5 separate regions of the Sus scrofa genome follow, and regions 1, 2, 3 and 5 are each linked to region 4. A link is a contact called in public Hi-C and HiChIP or PLAC-seq data. All regions are on one chromosome and are shown on one strand. The core of a region is the stretch at or near the end of the contact, and the rest is flanking DNA. Distances in the headings are between cores, read along the strand shown.

Region 1 (4,444 bases), core at 1,754-4,253, 85 kb before region 4:
ACGGTGATCTCTTTCTCTGGGGGTGGCTAGGTCTCTCCCTGTTCCACTGCCAGCAAGACTGGCTGCAGACTAGTTCTCTGGAAAACCTTCCCTCCCAGTTACTGCTCAGTAAATTTCTATTTGAATGATCCCAGGTCGACAGTATCTTCTGTTTGAGGCTATCTGACTGTGTTTCAATCCCCATTCAAAGGATTTTATAGAAATTGGTCATGAAGAACCTGGCTGCTGAAGAGAGAGACAAAGCTCTGACCTCAGAGAAGACAATTCCTGTCCAAACCCAGCCAGGAGGGTTGGAAGGATGTACTCAAGGTCAGAGCCACCATCAGTGGGGAGCTGGAAGCTTGTGTGTCAACCCCCAGATGCTGTCCATGGAGAAACATGCTCTCGTGTTGCCGGAGACATGGCAAAAAAGCACTCTGCCGCCTGAGTTTCCTTTGGGGCAATCCAGGCTGTACCGAGTGGGCAGCTGGTTCCCTGGGACAGGGGGTGCAGGAAAGGCCAGCACACACCAACAGCAGCTCCCCTTCTAGCTAACAAACACAGGGCTGGGGTGGAGAACTGGCTCCCATCTTTTTTTTTTTTTTTTTTTTTTTCTTCCTTCCTTTTTAGGGCTATACCTGGGGCATATGGAAGTTCTCAGGCTAGAGGTCGAATTGGAGCTGTAGCTGCCGGCCTACGCCACAGCCATAGCAATGCCAGACTCTTATTAACCCACTAAGTAAGGCAGTCAGGGATCGAACTCGTGTCCTTAAGGATACTAGTTGGGGAGTTTCCATCATGATGCAGCGGAAACAAATCTAAGAATCATGAGGTTGCAGGTTTGATCCCTGCCCTCGCTCAGTGGGTTAAGGATCCAGCATTGCCGTGAGCTGTGAATTAGGTTGCAGATGTGGCTTGGATCTGGTGTTGCTGTGGCTGTGGTGTAGGCTGGAAGCTGTAGCTCCAATTTGACCCCTAGCCTGGGCACCTCCATATGCTGCAGGTGCAGCCCTAAAAAAGCAAAAAAAAATACTAGTCGGGTTTTTAACCCATTGAGCCAAAACAGGAACTCTTCCAATCTTTCAAAAGACTCTGGGCTACTCTGTGCCGGATGTGATAAAGCATCCTCTTGCAGAGAATGCTGTCAGGAACTGGGGCTCATCTGTTTCTACACAGATGGAATACGGATGACCAGCCCGCTGATCTCAGAGGACAAAAGGCGTGCTCTCCTCCCTGAAAACAGGGGGAAATTCCAGACAAACAGTACCCCCAAAGAAGAAAGAAATCTGTTGTCCTGAAAGGGAAGGAAATGACAATCTGTCTGTTTAACTTTGAGGGGGAAAAAAGGAAAAAAAAGGAAGAAGGCATATTCCCAGCAGATCTGTAAAAGCTGTAAAGGAAAAGTTTTGGCAGACACCCCAGGAATAAATAGGAAGGAAAGGTCTTAAAGCCTTCTCTATGCTCAAGAGCTATTTATTTGCCTTCCAAATCCTCAATGAAGAATTCCTTACAGAGGAATCCCGGGGTCCTCAGAGACCACGGGAAATAGAGCCACATAGCAGATGGGGATAAATGGGGCACCTCTGGAGAGCATCTCGGAATCAAATGCGATTTTTTTCTTTTTTTCACATGAAAAGTGAGTGCTTGGAACTCTTGCCAGTAGGGTTGAAAATTTAAAAAATCAAACAGTTCATGGAAAAGAGCAGTGAAACGGGGGCGCTTTGAAAAGCAAGCATCAAAAGATGGCAGCTGGGAGTCTCTGGGCCTCAGGGGGAAAAAAAAAAAAGGGTTCAGGGAGTTCCTGTTGTGGCTCAGCGGGTTAAGAACCCGACATACTATCTTTGAGGTTGTGGGATTGATCCCTGGCCTTGCTCAGTGGGTTGAAGACCTGTCGTTGCCGTGAGCTGTGGTGTAGGTCGCAGATGCGGCTCAGATCTGGTGTTGCTGTGGCTGTGGTGTAGGCTGGTGGCTACAGCTCTGATTGGACCCCTAGCCTGGGAACCTCCACATGCCATGGGTGCAGCTCTTAAAAAAAAAAAAAAGAAAGAAAGAAAGAAAAAAAGTGGTCAGTGGGGTACTTTTACCAAACGGTGAAGGGCACAAAAATAATTAAAAAGAGAAAGGAGTGGGGGAGGGACAGAGAGAAATTGAACAACTGATTAAAAAAAAAAATTTAGCAGCATCTGGTAAAATACCTCGTTGGAACCAGTGTTAGGAGTAACTCACAGGGGTTCCATTTCCTCTATCGTGAAACAAGAAAGCTTATCTTTCTGGCTCCAAGATTCTTTTATTTGACGGCAATATTAGGAGGGCTGGCCTCAATAAATGGGAAAAGAACAAGGCCTGTGAGAGGGGATAGGAATATTTCTTTTTCAATGTTTAAATCCCATTATTTTCAAAGTTGTTCACTTAGGTTACAAATGATCATTCTGTCCTGGTATTCTTTTTTTTTTTTTTTTTTTTGCTTTTTATGGCCACACCTGTGGCATATGGAAGTTTCCAGGCTAGCAGCTAAATCAGAGCCGTCACTGCTGGCCTATGCCACAGTCACACTGGATCCAAAACATGTCTACTGGATCCAAAACATGTCTGCGACCTACACTGATGCTTGCAGCAACATGGGATCCTTAACGCACTGAGCAAGGTCAGGGATTGAACCTGCATCCTCGTGGACACTTGTTGGGTTCGTAACCCGCTGAGCCACAACAGGAACTCCCTGTCCTGGTAATTCTTCAGCAGGCAAATATTCCTTTATACCTGGAGGTTTCAATATATCAGCATAAATTAGGTTTCAGTGAGAAATTTTTACTGGGTTTCTATCACAGGGTGAAAGCGCAAAGGGACAAGCCTGCTACCTTCTGCGCACAATTTCGACTCAGGCCCGTTGAAACATCTGCATAGCCAGAAACATCCATTCCACCAAAAGAGATTTTGCAGCCTCGGCTGAATGCACAGTCCAGTATAAACACACCCTGCAGAGGGCCAGCCTCCTGGTGGGGCTGCGCGCTGAGCCCACCTGCAGAGCGCTAAGCCGATGACCAAACCCTTGACAGGGCCCTGGACTCCTGTCCATCACGTGACTTGAGAGGAGAGGGGACAGACAGAACTTTCGAAGGCTGGAGAGAAATATAGGGAAGAGATAGAGCGACAGCCAAAGAGAAAGGCTGAAGACGAAAAGAAGAAGCAAAAAGTCCCCAGACATCATGTGATGACTACCAACTTCAGGCTGTGTATTTCGAGCTGAATATAACCCTGGCCGTCAAGCTGGCAGACGCCTATCAGATCAGCTCTCTGGCCTGAGAGCTGGCACCCTCATTGTTACATTAGTTATTAATAAACTTCCCAACAATGGCAGGAAGTGCTCGCGGTCAGAGAAGGGGACCGTGTGAAGAGCTGACTCATGCATGGAGACGGGTCCGGGGCTGGGCAGCCCTATGCCTGGTACAACATGTTTTCCCAGAGCGGAAAGGGTCAGGGCTGGCGGATCACAGCACACTGCAGGTTTCTGTGCTTTTTTTTTTTTCTTTTAAGCCAAAGATCCATCACCACATTCTTGGCAATCCCGCTCTTCACAACGAAGATGACTCAACCGCCATGTCATTAATTGCACAGCTCCATTCCTATTTATAGACACAACAGGCTGTTTTGTTTTGGAGAGAGTGGGTGGCTTCGGCCCCTGTATTTCCATTCAAGGAGCCACCATCAGTCTCATTGTTCTGTTTCTTGAAGAAAGGATGTGCGGCAACATTTTTTTTGTGTTTGGGTGGTTAACACATCAACCCAAGAGGAGCTGCAGAACATGGGGGTATTCCTTAAGCCAATTTGTACCATTTTCTTCAAATAGACTGGGGGGGGGGGGAATCTATCTCCCTGAGTCCCTACTCTCCCACTGAAATCAGAACTGTTGTGGGATGGCACATTCCAGAAGCAATGCTAGGATAATCCTACACTCCCCCACCCTGTCTCTCTCACTTTCAGAGTCGCTATGGAAGACCATGCACAAGGTTGCTTTTTTTGTTATTCCATTTTTTCCTCCCTCTCCAATCTTTTTTGAGATTTCAAGAAATGGGGGGGGGGTGCTGGTAAAGAAGAGACGAATAAACCCTTTCAAGTTCCCACAGCAGGATCTAGAAAGCTTGTCCTGACCCCTGAAAACATCATAACCAAATGGCTTGATTACACAATTGTCCCCTCACACTCTATCTGAGCCTCCCCCCTTTCCCCAATTTGGAGGCTCTCTTCGGGCAAAGTGAATACAAGGCCCCTGCTTACATACCTTGCAAGTTAGCAGCCTGGCTGGGGACCCAGGGGTGCATCACCTGTAAGGAGACCAAGATGGGGGGCGGGCTGGGAGCTTCTGCGGGCTTGGAGGAGGGGGCTGTGCCCTGAGCTGCCTCAACGTGCCCTCTTCCAGGGGACCCTGGGAAGGCTGGGCCATCTCTCAGCAGATGTGCTCTGGGACAAG
Region 2 (4,120 bases), core at 1,052-3,551, 100 kb after region 4:
CCACAGAATGGAAGAAAATATTTGCAAACAAAGTGACCAACAAGGGATTAACCTCTAAAATACACAAACACCTCCAATGGCTTTATCTCAAAAACCAAACAACCTAATCGAAAAATGGGCAGAAGATCTCAACAGACATTTCTCCAAAGGAGATATACAGATGGTCAAAAAAAGCACATGAAAAGATGCTCAACATCACTAATTATTAGAGAAATGCACATCAAAACTACAATGAGGTACCACCGCACATGGGTTAGAATGGCCATCATCAAAAGTCTACGAACAGGAGTTCCCTTCGTGGCTCAGCGGTTAACGAACTCGACTAGGATCCATGAGGATGCGGGTTCGATCCCTGGTCTTTCTCAGTGGGTTAAGGATCTGGTGTTGCCATGAGCTGTGGTGTAGGTCACAGACACAGCCCGGATCCCGAGTTGCTGTGGCTGTGGTGTAGGCTGGTGGCTACAGCTCCGGTTGGACCCCTAGCCTGGGAACCTCCATATACCTCAGATGCAGCCCTAAAATAGCAAAACAAACAAACAACCCTAAAATAGCAAAACAAACAAACAAACAACAAACCTAACAATAAATGCTGGAGCGGGTGCATAGAAAAGGGAACCCTCCTACACTGTTGATGGGAATGTTAATTGGTAACTCTACTATGCAAAGCAGTATGGAGATTCCTTATAAACTAAAAACAGAATTACCATATGATCTGGCAATCCTACTCCTGGGCACATATCCCCAGAAAACTCTAATTCAAAAAGATACAGGCACCGCCATGTTCGCTGCAGCACTATTTACAATACCCAAGACATGCAAGCAACCTAAATGTCCATCAACAGATGAATGGATAAAGAAGATATGGTACATATATACCATATATATGTGGAATATTATTCAGCCATAAAAAATAATGAAATAATGCCATTTGCAGCAACATGGATGCACCCAGAGATTACCACATTGAGTAAGTCAGAAAGAGAAAGACAAATATCATATAACATCACTTATACATGGAATCTTAAAAAATGATATAACTCAACTCATTTACAAAACAGAAACAGTCTCAAAGACTTTGAAAACAAACTTACCAAAAGGAAAACAACCTTACCAAAAAGTTAAATCCACAGATACGCACTACTACATATAAAATGGATACACAAAGAAGATCTGCCACACAGGGAACCATAGTCATTATCTTCTTTTAATAGAAAAGAATAATCTAAAAAAGAATATAGGTGTTCCCATTGTGGCTTAGTGGTAACAAAACTGACTAGTATCCATGAGGATACAGGTTTGATCCCTGACCCTGCTCATTGGGTTAAGTGTCTGGCATTGCCATGAGCTGTGGTATAGGTTGCAGACGTGGCTTGGATCTGGCGTGGCTGTAGCTGTGGCATAGGCTGGCAGCTGCAGCTCTGATTCGACCCTTAGCCTGGGAATTTCCATATTCCACAGGTGTGTCCCTAAAAAAAAAGAACATACATATGTACATACATGTATATACGTACATATGTGTACATATATATAAATCTGATATATGCATATATATATATATATCTGAATCACTTTGATATACACCAGAAATTAACACAATACAAATCAACCATACTTCAATTAAAAAAAGACATAATCCTTCCCTTGGAAGCTACAGTGGGAGACACACATTACGGGTCATTTGAATTTGGGATCCAACCAGAGCAGCAATCTGGCGGGGAGGCTGCAGGAGAAGCGGTGAGGGGGACCCGCTCTGCTGGGAGGAACAGGAGGAGATAACACTGGAGGCTGGCACTGCAGAAGGAGCAAGGGTGTCCTGGCAGAGAAGGGATGGGTGACCATCTCCAAGAGGCTGATGTCCAGAAAAGGTCATCCGTACGTGGGCAAAGGCAAAGGTGTGTGGCGGCTGTGTGGACACGCAGACCCCCAGAATCCCTGTGCTGAATCCCAACCCCCACTGTGACGGGATGAGGACGGGGTGGGGGGGGAGCTTTTGGGAGGTGATGAGGTCATGAGGGTAGAGCCCTCCTGGATGGGATTAGCGCCCTTAGGAAAGGGGCCCCAAAGAGCTCCCTCGCCCCTCCCACCTCCTGCGGACACAAGGAGAAAGCACCATCCATGAACCAAGAAGCAGGTCCTCAGAAGACATTAAATGTGCTGGTACCGCGACTCCCCAGCCTCCAGAAGGATGTCTGTTATTTATAAGCCACCGAGGATTTTGTTGTCATTGCCTGAACAGACTAAGACAGTATATGAAGGACAATGGGAAAGAAGTTTAAGAAATAAGAGGCTGCCAGGTTGTGGTGGAGATTTTTATTCCGTGTTAAGGGCTGTGATCTACAGAGGATGAAGGGAGGGGCAAGAAGAGATGGAGAGAGAGAGAGAGAGAGTGAGAGAGAAAGAGAGAGAGAGAGAGAGAGAGAGAGAGAGAGAGTGTGTGTGTGTGTGTGTGTGTGTGTGTGTGTGTGTGTGTGTGTGTACGAGTGCGCATGTGCAATAGAGGGTGGGAAAGGGATACTGTGATGATTTTACAATAACTCAGGGAAGAAAGGAGGCCTTGAACCATGGCAGTGGCAGTGGGCACCTCACCCAAAAGAGTCTGGGAAGAAAACATATGAACATGGCATTGGAGGAACTGCTGATGAAAGGCCAGCAGAGCTGACTACCAGTAAGGGAGCAAAGAGGAAGAGCTGGGCAGACTGGTGAGTCATCTATCACAGGACAATGATTTTTAACCCTTAGGAGGAAGAGGAACGGGGTAATCAAAAAACCACAGGTGGAACTAGTCATAACAAAGGGAAACTCAGCCAAGCATTGGCTGATCTGGAGGACTAGTAGAGCGAGGTTCCTTTGGGCGATCGTATTTACAGAACATTGATAAGTAGCCAAACCCAGTCTTTTCAAAGCCAGTCTGACAGGCAACCTCACCAGGGAGGGTCTGATGGGAAGGGGCTGGCCTATGTTGTACTATTTTCATCTTCATCTTCTAGTCAACAAGGAAAGCTGTGATAACACAAGATGCCTCACTCTCATCTTTCTTTCTTTCTTTTTTTTTTTTTTTTTTTTTTTTTGGTCTTTTTAGGGCCACACCCCCCAGCACATGGAGGTTCCCAGGCTAGGGGTTGAACTGGAGGTACAGCTGCCAGCCTACACCACAGCTACAGCAACACCATATCAGAGCCGCATCTGTGACCTACAGCACAGCTCACAGGAACGCTGGATCCTTAAAACACTGAGCGAGGCCAGGAATCAAACCTGTGTCCTCATGGATTCGGATTCATTTTGGCTGAGCCACGACGCGAACTCCTGGATCACACCTTTCACAAACAAGAAGCAAGGATGCTCACAAATTAGCTTTTTTCTATTTCCCTTATAAAACACAAAGCCAGAGTTTACACTCTGGCACAACAGGATTGGCGGCATCTTGGGAGTGCCGGGATGCAGGTTCGATCCCTGGGCCGGCACAATGGGTTAAGGATCCGGCGTTGCTGCAGCTGTGGTTTAGGTCACAACGGTGGCTCAGATCTGGCCCCTGGCCGGGGAACTCCATATGCTGTGGGGCAGCCAAAAACAAACCAAAAAACCCCAAAGCCACAGTATAAACATACAGTTTTGGGGATTTTTTTTTTTCACTTGGGTTTCGTTAGTTCTTTAGGAATGCTATCAGCTCTACTGACAGCAAGAATAGAAGAACCTAACCACATTAAAAAAAAAAAAAAAACCCTCCCAAAAAAAAAAAAAAACCCCAAAGGACTGTCGTTCTGAATATTATTCTTTGGATAATACTATGAAGATAAATTTAGATCTTTCCAAGTTGGAAGTTTTAGATTGCTGGATCTAAAAGGCACATTGATAAAGTTACAACTTTAGGAACCGGAGGGCAGACAAACTCAATTGCGGTGGGCTAGAGAAACCATACTTCCCACAATAAAGGAAGACGGGACCACAAACAAATGACAGCTTATAGTTTCTCCATAAAATGACAGATACACTCCACCCTGTCTAGGCAAACAAAGCCCATAAGCTGCCCCTGAAGATCCCCTAAAATATATCCTTGTTCTGGATGTGGCTGTTATGCTCTATAAATACTCTCCTTGTTTTTACGTTTGTTTAATGCTTTTAG
Region 3 (4,397 bases), core at 1,823-4,322, 81 kb after region 4:
AGAGGAGAGAGCCCATAATCCTAGGATCAGCTCCCAGTCACTGGGCAGCTCCCACTGTGCAGAGTTGGGGGGAATGGAGAGGACTCCAATGTACTCTATCATCAAAGAAGAAATTCTGCCAAGAGAGCATAATACCAACTTATTTCAAGTGCTGGGAGAGGCCTTGAGCTGGGGCATCTCAAGAAGCAGAAGGTATGTGTCTGTTTCTCTTGTGCCGGCCTGTCTTCCTGGAGGACAGGATACCACAAAGTCTCATGAGCCTCAAGAGACCCTAATAAGGAAGGAGCACACCTCAGCCACTCCAATCTAGTAAAAACCTATTCTATTTTCAAGGAACCCAAGAAAGAGCCCAGGATCTTCCCACGAATGGCTTCCAGTCCCCCACCTACTGACTTTCACTGTCAGGAAATTCTTCTCTGTCTCATTCAAAGGAGTCTCACTAAGGCTGGAGCATATTTCTCTTTCTTTGCTCCCAAGATGCTCCCTTAAACATGCATTCAGATCAGAAAATAAGTGAAGAGGAGTCCCCGCTGTGGCGCAACCAGGTTGGCAGCATCTCCGGAGCGCTGGGATGAAGGTTCGCTGCCTGGCCCTGCACAGTGAGTTATGGATCTGGCATTGCCACAGCTGCAGCTTAGGTCACAACTGCACCTTGGATCTGATCCCCCAGATGCTGTGGGGTGGCAAAAAAAAAAGAAGTTAAAAAAAAAAAAAAAAAAGCAGGAGTTCCCGTCGTGGCGCAGTGGTTAACGAATCCGACTAGGAACCATGAGGTTTCGGGTTTGATCCCTGGCCTCGCTCAGTGGGTTAAGGATCTGGCGTTGCCGTGAGCTGTGGTGTGGGTCACAGACGCGGCTCGGATCTGGTGTTGCTGTGGCTCTGGCGTAGGCCGGTGGCTACAGCTCCGATTTGACCCCTAGCCTGGGAACCTCCATATGCCGAGAGAGTGGCCCAAGAAATAGCAAGAAGACAGAAAAAAAAGAAAAGAAAAGAAAAGAAAAAGTAAAGAATGTCATTCTAAAGGAATGACTACAGGAAGATGAGACTTGAGAAGTTCAGTTTAATACAAAACATCCCTGGCACCCTCCCATCTGGTTGCAGGAGCTTCAAGAAGAGGATGATTGAAAGATACACAGGAGGATGGCCTCTCCTGTTCTGATGCAGGCATTTATGAGCACATTTCTAATTGGTGGAAACAATTTTGGGCAACGGAGTAAATGGCATCATGTCCAGGTTGGATGGGAGGCGATTTGACGGGCCAAGCCCCACTCTGATGACTGCGGTTGAAGGCCTGCCTTGTTACCGAATCACATCATCACGTCACAGCAGCCTTCCCGCCGTCCTTAAGTGCCATTTATGGACTGAGGTGGTCCCGTGATAATGTCACGGCTATCTATGGGGACCTGCCTGTGGACGGATGGATGATCCTTTTGAATATTAAATCCCAGTAGGAGCACCCTTGACCTTTGTCCTTTGTGCCATACACGTACTGTGGGATTTACTCACAGCCATCAGGCATGCGGCCGCACAGATTCTACTGGGTAACCCCAAGGGGCTTTATGATAAGCCTTCCATGTTGGGCTGCTGGCCATTTTGTGCTATAATCCAGCACCAGGAAATGCTCCACCACAAAGGCCAGGTCTGCACTTCTGCAGGAAGTAATCTCTGCGGTAGTCTGGTTACCAGCATCCTTCTGGGGTGAGGCAGTTGTGCTCAGTTGTTGATTCCTCATCCGCTCAGCCTCCTACCACTCACACTGTTGACAGGAGTCCTGCGGCTGAGGGTCTGAGGTACAGCCGCTGATGAGTCTCTTACCCTAATCATCGGTGGCTGAAAAGTCAGCCAGCCTCCCTGGTCTGATGCTATTTGCTGATGTCCTTCATTCAGTCCCCCTCGGGTGGAAACGCATGTGTGTCTCTGGGAGAGATGAACCTTTCCTCCAAACCTGCCTCTCCGTCTTCTCACCCTCGTGAGGTGCATGTAGGAAACACCTGCCCGACTCGTCTCCATGAATCCAGATCAAAAGATCAGGTAAGGGCGCTGTGGGGTCTGAGGCTAATTACAGACTTTCTGGAACTGCTGATAACAACAAGAGCAAAACCTTCAGCCCTTCATATGCTTACTATTGGCAACTCAAGTACAAATGGAACAAGGTTTTCAGTCTATGAGCTCGATCCAAAAGGAGAGTGGGGAGTTTTGTGCTATTAAAAACCTAGAGATGGGGCCAAATTAATTTAGAGATGGAGTCCCCTTTAGAAAGGCTTCTATTGAAAGAATATAATCCTGGACATCTGTAGGATAAAAAGGTCATATATTTAAGATGGCTTTGGTCCAATAAGCTAAACCTTCTTTCTCCAAGTTTTGCTGAAGCCCACACTGCAATAATGCAGAAGGGAGTTTAGGATCATTTATATGATTTTATTTTGTTCTTTTTTATTTTATTTAATTCTGTTTTATTCTATTTTATTTTTGGTGCTAAATTCAATTCCCTATGGAGCAACTGGTTCTGTAGTAAGACGTCCTCTGGGGAGGTCCTACCAGGGTGTCTCAGGATTTGCCCACTCTTTCATTCAACGAGGGTTTATTTCGGTTTCTTTTGTGCCAGACTGGGCTGGGTGCTGGGAATACACAATGATCATGACACAGACCAGTCCTCAAACTGCTGATGGCTCTGGGAAATGCTGCCAAGTAAACAGGCTTGGCTGTGAGTTGTCTCATCTACTGTGTCATAGCAGATGAGCTGTGACAGTAAGAGGGAAACCTCAGGGGGACAGTAATGCAATGGAGCAGGACCCTCGGGTGCCTTCCTGGGACAGACGCACCCTCACCCCCGCCGTATCCTCACCTGCCTCACTTGTAGACACACTTGAGCCTCCTAGGCCTTCCCTGAGTTCCAAAGAATATGTTTAATCAGACAAGTGAGCAAACGCAGAAAAAAAGGAAAACAACCAAGCATGACAAAATAACCATCCTTTAGCCTTTAAACAAAGTCAAGGACTCAAGGGCTCTAGGTGATATTCTGAACCATGACCTTTGAGCTGCTCTGCAGATACTGAAACCTCCACCAGGAGGAAGAAGTGAATCACATGCTGCCCATGAGCCCGAGCACATGGACCCCAGGCCGCAGGAACCAGAGGGCTGATGATGCTGACTCCTGATAACCTCGCTGCCAACCAATCAGAAGCATGTCCACGAGCTGATCACACACCCCACAACCCTCTCTGTCACGGTCTTTAAAACCGTTCCCTGAAAGCCATCAGGGAGTTTGGACCTTCTGAGCATTAGCTTCTTGGACTCCTTGCTTGGGGTCTGCAGTGAACGCTGTGCTCTCCTCCGCTGCAACCCGGTGTCAGCAGATCGGCTTCTGCTCGCGCGCGGGCGAGTGGACCCGAGTTCGGTTCAGTAACACGGACACTCGGACGTGGGAGGGCAGAGCGGCCGGGGTGAGAGGGGAAATCTTGGGAAGGGGTGGGGAGTATTTTTTTAAGCTGTAAACAGAAGGCTTATCAGAAAGCAGCCAGGGACTGAGGTGAGGGCCCAGGAAGGAGCGTTCCAGGAAGAGGGAATAACCTCCGAAGCATGTGCTAAAAAAGGAATGGGAAGAGCATGCACTTGTTGTTTGGCCAGTTTATCCTTTTCTTGATTGTAACGGGCTGAGGATGACCTCTCCAAAACGGCCACACATGAGTAATTAAATATCTTTTCTGTGACTCAAGTCCCTTCAAATCCCCCCCACCCCTCACCCTTCATACTTTCCCAGGGCTGGGCGGCCACCAGACCGTCATTTCACTGCCACTTGAGGTCTTGTTTCTGTTTTAAGAGGGAGGCTGCTTTCTAAGCCTCTATGAGTTGATATTTAAAAAAAAAAAAATCTATCTTAGGAGTTACCACTGTGGCGCAGTGGGTTAAGAATCTAACAGAAGCGGCTCAGGTCACTGCAGAGTGTGGGTTTGATCCCCAGCCAGGCAGAATGGGTTAAGGGATCCAGGGTTCCACAGCTGTGGTATAGGTTGCAGTTGCAGCTCAGATTCAGCCCCTGGCCTGAGAACTTTCCCTATGCCATGGGTGTGGCCATTGGAAAAAAAAAAAAAAAAAGGCATCTTAAACACACCAGACCACTCACCCCAAAGTTCCTCAAGCTGATTCCTAACAATTTCAAACTATGAAGTTTTATTAATTTGTATGCTGATAGTTGAAGAGCTCTTACTTATTTTATAGTCCCATCCACTGCCCCACCCTCCAAATCCAGGCCAAAATGTCAACACTTTTTTCCCCCTCCTTTTTATAGCTGCACCAATGGCATACAGAAGTCAAATCAGGGCTGCAGCTGCTAGCCTGCACCACAGCCACAGCCACAGCCACAGCCACACGGGATCCAAGCCACATCTGCGACCTAC
Region 4 (4,389 bases), core at 1,735-4,234:
ACAGGACGAGGCTGATGTGATCTTGCACAATTCCTCTTTCTCAGCCCTCAGCCAGGTTCCATTGGTCAAGTCACTTCATGTTTGTCTGCAGCACGTGTTTATCTGGGGTTCATGTTTGTCAAGCAAGCCCTCGTTCACTTTGTGGTGCGAGCATTTCTCTCACCGTCCACTGCATACAGCTTGTTTCACGAGGCAGAGGCCTCTCTCCTGTGCAGGTCACGGGCACAGCCCAGATGATGGGTTCGAGTGAGTCTGCCTCTAGAGGGTTGAAGGCAAAAGTCCCCCTCGTTCCTCCTCCCTGTCCTCTCTCTGTCACGTGCGCACACACGCAGAGCTGGCGATCATCAGTCTAGGCGATACGGACTGGGGTTCTATAAGGCTGAGACTAATGTTGATATGTTGGTTCCTTTGTTCTGTGAGACTTGAGTCTGGGCCTTTGTTTTTCTCATCTTCAGATGAGATGATATCATCTGCTCATTAGCAAATCTCTTTGAAGACCTTGGATAAAGGTTGCTGATTTCGACTTCAGCAAGAGTGATGGTATTTAGACCTAAGGAGCAAATGTGGCCCAGGGGTGACTGTTTGAACTTCAATAACGTGTGAAGCTCTCCGTTCAATGGGAACATCTTGGAAGGGAAGGCTGGACAGGGACACCCCCCCCCACCCCCCCACGCCAGCACACATAAAGGGGGAATGTTAAGCTTCTTTGTTATGACATGGTCTGCTCTCCGTGGGTATGTGTAGGCTCGGAACGTGGTAATTTCCCAGGAAATATGCAAACCCTTGCTCCCTGGAATTGGAAAGTAATCAACTGGAAACAATTTACTGAGCACTGACCATACGCCCAGGTCGGTGACAGGTCAATGGAAGGTGACTGTAAACAGTTTTAGTTTACTTCATGTGTAACTTAGGGACAAATGCTCAGGCCGATGCTCCCTCCAACCTAAGGAGACACATCTCTGCCCACCCTGAGACAGGGACATGGGTCCTGCTTCTCTGGTTTTTGTGGTCAGACAGATGAAGTGTTGAGATCAACCGCTGAAATGTGATGGACGTATTGAAAGAGCGGACGTCGACCGCTTCCGTTCAAACATGAGATTCCTAACAGCGCAGCCAGTTATTCTGGCCGGTCCCTCACTTCAGCCACCTCAGGCCATGTTAAGTATCAAATCACTCCTCTGAGGCCTGAGGAGCCCTGGAAGCTGGAGTTCAGAGTTCTTTATGTCCCTGACAACCTTCAGCCCTCTAATCTCATGGACTCCTTCATTTTAAAAATTGAAAAACACGCACATTTCGGAAAAGAACATAAAAAAGAATATATATGGATGTACAACTGAATCACTTTGCTGCACAGCAGACACTGACCCAACACTGTAAATCAACTATATTTCAAGTAAAAATAAATTAATAGGAATTCCCATCGTGGTACAGGGGAAACGAATCCGACTAGGAACCACAAGGGTGTGGGTTCGATCCCTGGCCTCGCTCAGTGGGATAAGGATCTGGTGTTGCTGTGAGCTGTGGTGTAGGCTGGAAGCTACAGTTCCAATTTGACTCCTAGCCCGGGAACCTCCATATGTCGCGGGTGTAGCCCTAAAAAGCCAAAAAGAGACAATAGTAATAATTATAAAAAATTAGTAAATAAAATAGAGGTTTTTGTTTGTTTTTTTTTTTGCCATTTCTTGGGCCGCTCCCATGGCATAAGGAGGCTCCCAGGCTAGGGGTCCAATCGGAGCTGTAGCCGCCAGTCTACGCCAGAACCACAGCAACTCAGGATCCGAGCCGCATCTGCAACCTACACCACAGCTCACGGCAACGCCGGATCCTTAACCCACTGAGCAAGGCCAGGGATTGAACCAGCAACCTCATGGTTACTAGTCAGATTCATTAACCACTGAACCACAATGGAACGCCAACAAAATGAAGAGTTTTTACGCTTTTTTTTTTTTCTTCCAGCCACACCCTTGGCACATGGAAGTTTTTGGGCCAGGGATTGAACCCGAGCCACAGCTCTGACCTACGCTGTAGCTGCGGCAATTCCAGATCTTTTAACTCACTGTGCTGGGCCAGGGTTCATACTTGCACCTGCACAGCAACCCAAGCCGCTGCAGTTGGATTCTTAACCCACTGAGCCACAGTGGGAACTCCCAGGGTTTTTACTCTTAAAAAAAATAAGCTACAATGATATAGCATACACATGGGAATATAGCCAATAGTTTACAGTAACTATAAATGCAGTATAATTTTTAAAAGTTGTGAATCACTATATTGAATGCCTATAACTTCCATAATATTTTTTTTTTCTTTTGTTGGCTACCCCAAGGCACATGGAGTTCCTGGGCCAGGGATCAGATCAGAGTCGCAGTTTAGACCTAAGCTGTTGCTGTGGCAATGCTGGATCCTCAACCCACTGCGCTGGGCTGGGGATCAAACCTGTGTCCCGGTGCTCCCAAGATGCTGCTGATTCCATTAGGCTACAGTGGGAATACCAATAAAAACTTTTTTAATGCAAAGAAAGAAGAAAAAAAAAAAAAAAGCCCTGGTATTTTATGGCTTAGCCTTTGCTGTTTGCAAAGCATTTGAAAGTTTATCAACAATTTTGAAAATGTCTAACAGAAATCTCGCTTTGTCAGTGGAGAACTCCAAGCAGGCAGGAGTCAACCCTGAAGGTGGGGGGAGAGCTGAGTTTAGAATCACATCCACCCACCATTCCCTCTAGTCTGACAAGTCCACTGCCCCCCTCGCGGCTGACCGATGGGCCTCTCCAGTGGACACTGGAAGCTATATCCAAAGAGAGAGGCGACCAGATGGAGAGCTTGGCAGGAAAGCTCTGCTTCCAGGAAACACACATCACCCCAGGCTGACTTCCCCTGGGGTCCCTCAGATCCAGACACACATCTCTAAATGAGTTTCAGCCACCCTTGGTCATAAGTTTCCTTTCCCTCCTCGACTGGTCCCCTTCGTGAGTCAAAACACAACAGAGATGCTGCTGGAACAAGTGGCCACGTGGGGTGTCTGTGACCCAGTCCAGTACTTCCTTCTGCTCCCTCCTGATCAGATTCTAACTTTCTGCAACTTGGACAGATTCTGACTGTAATTTCCTGCTCTTTCGGTATAAAGTCAGGGACCGTAAAGCAAGGAGAAGTGAGCGGGAAATTCACTGAGTTAGGCTTTCTGTTTCCTGGTGAAGGAAGAGTAGGGGGTGGGGGCTGGCACGCGTGGTTGGGGGAAAAATGACAAAACAAAGACACAAACGAAACAAAACACCCTTCTCTACTTTTGTGCTGTTGAAGAGAACAGAGGTTTGCTCTCTGGAGAAGATGCACAGGAAGCTGGAATGAGGTGAACTGAGATCTCAGGGACGCAAAGCGGGTTACATCGCAATGGAGGCCACCCCCTCCCCCAGACCCTGGAAGTGGGAGGGGACATCCTCGAGGGAAGTAAGACATGACATCCTCTGGAGACAATGCATCACCACGAGAAAAAAACACCAAGCACTGATGCCTGGGGTTCCCACTGAAAGAACCAGCTCTCCTCCGGGACACTCCACAGGGATGGTCCCAGGGGTTTGACCGACTCCACCTGGGCACTCGCAGCTTTGGAGTGAGGCCCCTCTTAAATGTGGCTGGAACGCTTCCTACAGGCAACACGGAGACCAAAATCAAGAAACAGGAAAGAAATAAAGAAATCGGAAGAAACAGCAAGCACACAGAACAGGCAGGATAATTACTAGGATTGGAGGGATGAGCCTATTAGGTTCAAAAACAGTAATAGGATTGTAAGTATACAAAGAAAAATCAGATAATGTGAAGGAAGTCTTGGATATTCAAAACATGATGGCAAAGGTTGGAAAGTCAAGAGAGGAGATTAAAGGTAACATTGAGGAAATCGCCCATAAAGTAAAACAAAACGACAAAGATGGAAAATAAGAGAAACCAGGTATTGAAGCAGGAGGCCAAGTCGGGTACTGGATTAACGGGAGCTCCAGAAGGAGAGCACAGAGGCAACAGACATCATCAAAGAAGGAATGCGAGGAGTTCCCACTGTGGCGCGGTGGGATTGGCGGCGTCTTGGGAGTGCTGGGACGCAGGTTCAATCCCCAGCCCGGCACAGTGGGTTATGGATCCAGCATTGCTGCAGCTACGGCTTACGTTGCAGCTGTGGCTTAGGTTTGGTCCCTGGTGTGGGAACTCCAAATGTCGGGGTTGGCCAAAAAAACAGAAAAAAGAAAAAAGAAGGAAAGAATACAAAACACCTCCCAGAACTAAAGCAGAATCCGATTCCAGGCTAAAGCACCCATGGGATACCCAACATAGTGGGTTTATAAAGACCCACTTCTGGGCACACACCCTGAAGTTTCAGATGAAGAGGAATAAAGAGGAAATCCTG
Region 5 (4,392 bases), core at 1,399-3,898, 110 kb before region 4:
AACGACTGAGGCAAGTACTTCCCACTCCACTACTCCATTTACAACCCATTCTGCTTATCTGAGCCACATGATAAATATCCACCAATATGGCAGCGCACAGTACAAGGACTCCATAGAAATCCACCAGGGCTGGGTCAGCCAAGTTCAGGAAGAGGTGAGTCCCAGGGTTGTCACGCAGGGAAGACCCTAAAGTCCCCACTGTATGGCCATCCTTGGCTTGGGCCTCAGTTTCCTCCCTGATCCCACCCACCTCCATCACTTGTTCTGGCCACACTCGTCTCCTGGGAACAGCCAAGTGCACATCTAGGTCTGGGGCTCTGACCCTCTTATTTACTGAATATCTGTAGAGCTTGCCAGCCCATCCATCAAGGTCTCTGCTCAAATGTCATCTTATTATAGAAACCTCTGATGCTCCCATTTAAGTGATGACCTCTCCCTTCACTCTCTAGCCTTTGCCCTGATCCTTTTTCTTCTCAATACTTAGCACCCTTCACTTACTACTTTACAGGCACTTGGTTCCCTAAAATGTCAGTCTGATGAGAGTATGGTGTGGTCTGTTCTGTCCAGTGCTTTGGGCCCAAGAACAGCACCTGGTACAGAGGCACTTGATGAATATCTGCTGCATGAATGAGTGAACGAATGAATGACGAGAGACGCTTGCCTGGAGAGCTCAATCTTACCCCCTTATAGACAGATCACCGCTTACGGAAGATCACACCACCCACCCTTCAGCTACAGTCCCCATGGACTTGGCTTTAAAGAAATCAGGGCAGAGTTCCCGTCGTGGCGCAGTGGTTAACGAATCCGACTAGGAACCATGAGGTTGCAGGTTCGGTCCCTGCCCTTGCTCAGTGGGTTAACGATTCGGCGTTGCCGTGAGCTGTGGTGTAGGTTGCAGACGAGGCTCGGATCCCGCGTTGCTGTGGCTCTGGCGTAGGCCGGTGGCTGCAGCTCCGATTCGACCCCTAGCCTGGGAACCTCCATATGCCGCAGGAGCGGCCCAAGAAATAGCAAAAAGACAAAAAAAAAAAAAAAAAAAAAAAAAAGAAAAAAGAGATCAGGGCGACGGCTTTGGTTTGGTGTCTTTTTAGCAAAGGAAGGTGTGATTCACTGAAGCCTCACTTTTGCTCATTAATGAATTTATACCTTGGGACCCTAAAGGAAGTCTGGGATAAACTCAGGCTCTAGTGGAAAGATACATGAGAACAGATCAATAAAGATCACCCCATCCGGGCAATGCGGTTCTGGTTCCCATGTGCTTCCCCTGCTGATCTGGGGAGCTGCTCCTGCTTCCATTTCAATTAGGAAGGCTCCTTCCATGCCCACAGTCTCCAGGGAATTCTCTGACCAACTCCCTGTATCCACTGGATGTGGACAGAGGGACAGAATGGATCCCTTAGCTAGCACGGGCTTCCAGCTGCCAGATCAGTTTTTTTTTTTAAAAAGTTGGTATGGTTGATTTACAAGGTTCTGTCAATTTTTGCTGTATAGCCAAAGTGGCCCAGACACACACACACACACATATACATTCTTTTTCTCATGTTATCTTCTATCATGCTGTATCACAAGTGACTGGATCTAGTTCCCCGTGCTGAACAGCAGGACCCCATTGCTTATCTGTTCTAAATGTGGCCAGCCCAGTTTCTGATTGTTTCACTTTAAGAAGAACCTACCTCCTTGGTTCAGTCCTGACTCCAGTTTACCAGTCATCTGGACCAGTTTGCCGGCCGGCAACACCAATCTTACAAAGGAAGGTCTGGTCTAGGGAGGGAGGTGGGTGGACTCACCTCGTGGAATGGACGTAGTGGGGACTGCGGACTCGGAGGTCTGGCGTGGACGGCATGCTGGACTGCGAGTTCCAGTGCGGGAGGCTGCGGACTGGGCTGTTCTGCAGGGAGCCGCTTCCCCCTCCTGCTTCGGCACAGCTCCCCGTGCTGGGGAAGCGCTTGTGGCTGCTGCGAACCAGAGGAGGCCCGGCTGGTCACTACTGGACAGAACCACACCTCTTCCCCAGGGAGCGGACTATGGCCTTGGGACAGCAAGCTCAGGGGTCATGAAAGCTTGCCCAGCACTCCCGCCCAGGACTCCCACCCTCGACCTTCAGACCTCCACTTTGGCTCTCAGCCTTTCCCCCAGAAGTGGGTGGGTGACCTTAATCCTGACCCTGGGAGAAAAAGACCCTCCCCAGGCGTCTCAGAACAGGCAGTGTGACTGTTCTGTGAAGCCCCTGTCCTCAACCACAGCCTCTGATATATATATATATTTTTTCTTTCCAAGAGACGTATATTTACCTGTCTGGGCACCCACTGGGAGCTTTGTAAGGTATAATGAAAGGAAATGAGAAAAACAGAGGAGCAGACTGAAAACGGCTTCCCAGACCCCTCTCTCCAATATCGGCTGAGTAACGAGCTGATAATACGCAGCTACGATTACAGCTGTTTGGCTCCGGAATTCTGTCGGATGATGGTGTCGGGTTCTGAGCCACTTTGGGAGTCTTATGAATGGACTCTCATTTGCCGTTTCGGAACAGTGCTGCCTCAGATTTCCTAATTAACTCCTGGGGAATTTAACAACCCTCAAGCTAGCTGCCAACGCGGGGACGGGAGCCAAAACCCTAGCCGTAAACGACAAATCTGCATCTCCAGAGGATCAGCAGCAGAGGGCGCTGTGGGTGCAGCCCGAGGTGGCGCGGTCTGGGCTCTGGGGCTGTTATTTAGGGCAGCCCTGGGGTTCTTCCCAGGAATGGGCAGTGACCTCCTGCGGCCCTCCCGGCCCAGTTTACCTGGAGTGACTGTGGGACGAACGTTTCTTGACCTTCTCATAAGGCTCATCTAAAGAGGACTCGCTCCACATTTTGGGCTTTATGGGCGACTTGTCATAGTCGTTGCGGTGATAGTGCATCTGCCTGAGTCCCTCCAGGGACTGAGGAGGAGGCGGCCTGTTGTGCGATGGTGGCCGAGGAGGGAGCCCCTTGTGAGGGGACTGTAAGGGGGACAGTGTGCTGGTGACCTGAGAGTCTTCTGTGCAAAGACGGAAAAAGAAGACATGAGCAAGAGTCATCCTTCCCACCTGCCCGGCAGACCCCGCCGCACCTCCGCCAGGACAGCAGACATCAGCGCCGGGGAGCCCGGGGGCACTCACAGCATCACAGAGAGGCCCCCTCCTCCACCCCACCCTGCCCTTCCCCAGCTGCCCAGTCACGTCAAACCAGAACACACAGTCTGAACTTCGGGCAGCATCCAATAGGAAGAGAGATGTCATTTCTAATTAAGGACAAATGAAGTGAAGCCTCGATTTCGTTCAGTACCAACAAATGGCTGCTTCATACCAATAGCAAAAGGTAGTCATCCTTGCATTTACTGTACGTTTTCTTTCAAGAGACTGTAAGCATCTCATCTGCTTCGGGGCAGTTTCAGGTCTATCAGGTTCTGCTTTGTTCACTGCTCTATCCTCCCTGTCTAGACTGATTCTCGACACAGAGTAGGTGCTCAATCAATATTTGTTGGAAAAAAAAATGAATGGAAGTCTGTTGAGTATCCTATTCTGCTGGTGGCTCTGGGCATCTACCCTGTTTTTTTTTTTTTTTTTTTCTTTCAGAACTCTCTCTCATCTTTTAATATGTCCCTGTATGATTTTTTTTTACATGATTGAAAGTTTATTTATCAATTCAATGCATTTTATATTTATAGTTGAACAACCAATCATCACAACCTAATTTCAGAACATTTCCATCCCAAACCCCCAGGTCACCTGTCCCTCCCCCTGTATGATTTTTTCATTGTGGAAATGCCTCAGGTTCTTTGGGAAGAAAAGGGGCCACAAATACAAGATTTTCCCCTGCCTTCATGGGAGAAAGGCTCTAACACATCTGAGCCTTATTCATTTCAGGGCCTAATTCTCCATCTCCTAACCTTGAAATCCAGCCCAAGGCTACAGTTCTACTCTTCTGCCCCTCAAGTCAGTAAAGGAAAGGGCCCTTGGAAGGAGCAAGCCTGTGATTGGGGGCGGGGGGCGGGGGCAGCAATGCCCCTTGGGAGGCCCAGGGGCTGGAGCTTTGGGAGGAAACCCTGATCACAAGCGATGCATCAAAATCAGCCACTGATATGCCCCCCTCCCCAACCCCGCCAACTCCTTGCAAAGGAATCTGCCCCCAGTGTTCCAGTTTCCTCCCCTGCAGGGACTGGAGTCCACAGAGGCCAAAACCAGGGTGGGGTCTCTGATATTCAAAAGACCCTTCTGCTCCCCCCAGGCCCAAAGTTTCCTCCCACCTGTGTAACGAATAAAAATATGAAGATCTGACTGAGTAGCAGGCCTGAGACAATGGGGTAAATAGTCTGCCAGCCTCTCCCCACATCAGTGATGATTATTCTCCTTGCAATTATCATTATGACC

What was found. A called contact is a pair of places that touch in the nucleus more often than the background predicts. HiChIP or PLAC-seq counts read pairs in DNA pulled down with a chosen protein or histone mark.
Region 1: a contact with region 4 is called in an H3K27ac HiChIP or PLAC-seq map of alveolar macrophages. The contact joins two enhancer-like sites. A contact is called at or near these places in 6 of 47 Hi-C or Micro-C datasets (liver, omental adipose tissue, skeletal muscle and 1 more) and 2 of 2 datasets of contacts at active chromatin or transcription factors (alveolar macrophages and skeletal muscle).
Region 2: a contact with region 4 is called in an H3K27ac HiChIP or PLAC-seq map of alveolar macrophages. The contact joins two enhancer-like sites. A contact is called at or near these places in 9 of 47 Hi-C or Micro-C datasets (embryonic fibroblasts, fetal heart ventricle, fetal liver and 5 more) and 2 of 2 datasets of contacts at active chromatin or transcription factors (alveolar macrophages and skeletal muscle).
Region 3: an H3K27ac HiChIP or PLAC-seq map of alveolar macrophages shows a contact between it and region 4. The contact joins two enhancer-like sites. A contact is called at or near these places in 1 of 47 Hi-C or Micro-C datasets (embryonic fibroblasts) and 1 of 2 datasets of contacts at active chromatin or transcription factors (alveolar macrophages).
Region 5: a Hi-C map of liver shows a contact between it and region 4, with 5 times the contacts expected there. The contact joins two enhancer-like sites. A contact is called at or near these places in 2 of 5 promoter capture datasets (fetal liver and liver), 29 of 47 Hi-C or Micro-C datasets (adipose tissue, alveolar macrophages, brain and 16 more) and 2 of 2 datasets of contacts at active chromatin or transcription factors (alveolar macrophages and skeletal muscle).

What each region holds. Positions count from the first base shown.
Region 1 is chr10:47,999,305-48,003,748 of Sscrofa11.1, reverse strand. All of the region lies in intron 15 of FRMD4A (FERM domain-containing protein 4A), which reads right to left. Among named protein-coding and RNA genes, the nearest start is that of PRPF18, 120 kb to the left of the region's middle. Within about 2 kb of position 3,003, at least 34 of the 83 cell types and tissues checked have an H3K27ac peak or open chromatin away from gene starts, as enhancers often do. A contact at or near this core is called in alveolar macrophages, liver and skeletal muscle, where this site is marked.
Region 2 is chr10:47,812,977-47,817,096 of Sscrofa11.1, reverse strand. All of the region lies in intron 2 of FRMD4A (FERM domain-containing protein 4A), which reads right to left. Among named protein-coding and RNA genes, the nearest start is that of PRPF18, 310 kb to the left of the region's middle. Within about 2 kb of position 2,301, at least 18 of the 83 cell types and tissues checked have an H3K27ac peak or open chromatin away from gene starts, as enhancers often do. A contact at or near this core is called in alveolar macrophages, where this site is marked.
Region 3 is chr10:47,833,201-47,837,597 of Sscrofa11.1, reverse strand. The region is part of intron 3 of FRMD4A (FERM domain-containing protein 4A); the gene reads right to left. Among named protein-coding and RNA genes, the nearest start is that of PRPF18, 290 kb to the left of the region's middle. Within about 2 kb of position 3,072, at least 15 of the 83 cell types and tissues checked have an H3K27ac peak or open chromatin away from gene starts, as enhancers often do. A contact at or near this core is called in alveolar macrophages, where this site is marked.
Region 4 is chr10:47,913,991-47,918,379 of Sscrofa11.1, reverse strand. The region is part of intron 6 of FRMD4A (FERM domain-containing protein 4A); the gene reads right to left. Among named protein-coding and RNA genes, the nearest start is that of PRPF18, 210 kb to the left of the region's middle. Within about 2 kb of position 2,984, at least 8 of the 83 cell types and tissues checked have an H3K27ac peak or open chromatin away from gene starts, as enhancers often do. A contact at or near this core is called in alveolar macrophages, fetal liver, liver and 1 more, where this site is marked.
Region 5 is chr10:48,023,682-48,028,073 of Sscrofa11.1, reverse strand. It overlaps FRMD4A (FERM domain-containing protein 4A), which reads right to left. Exons shown (of 24, transcript XM_021064221.1): 20 at 2,783-3,020; 21 at 1,788-1,955. Among named protein-coding and RNA genes, the nearest start is that of PRPF18, 96 kb to the left of the region's middle. Within about 2 kb of position 2,648, at least 12 of the 83 cell types and tissues checked have an H3K27ac peak or open chromatin away from gene starts, as enhancers often do. A contact at or near this core is called in fetal liver and liver, where this site is marked.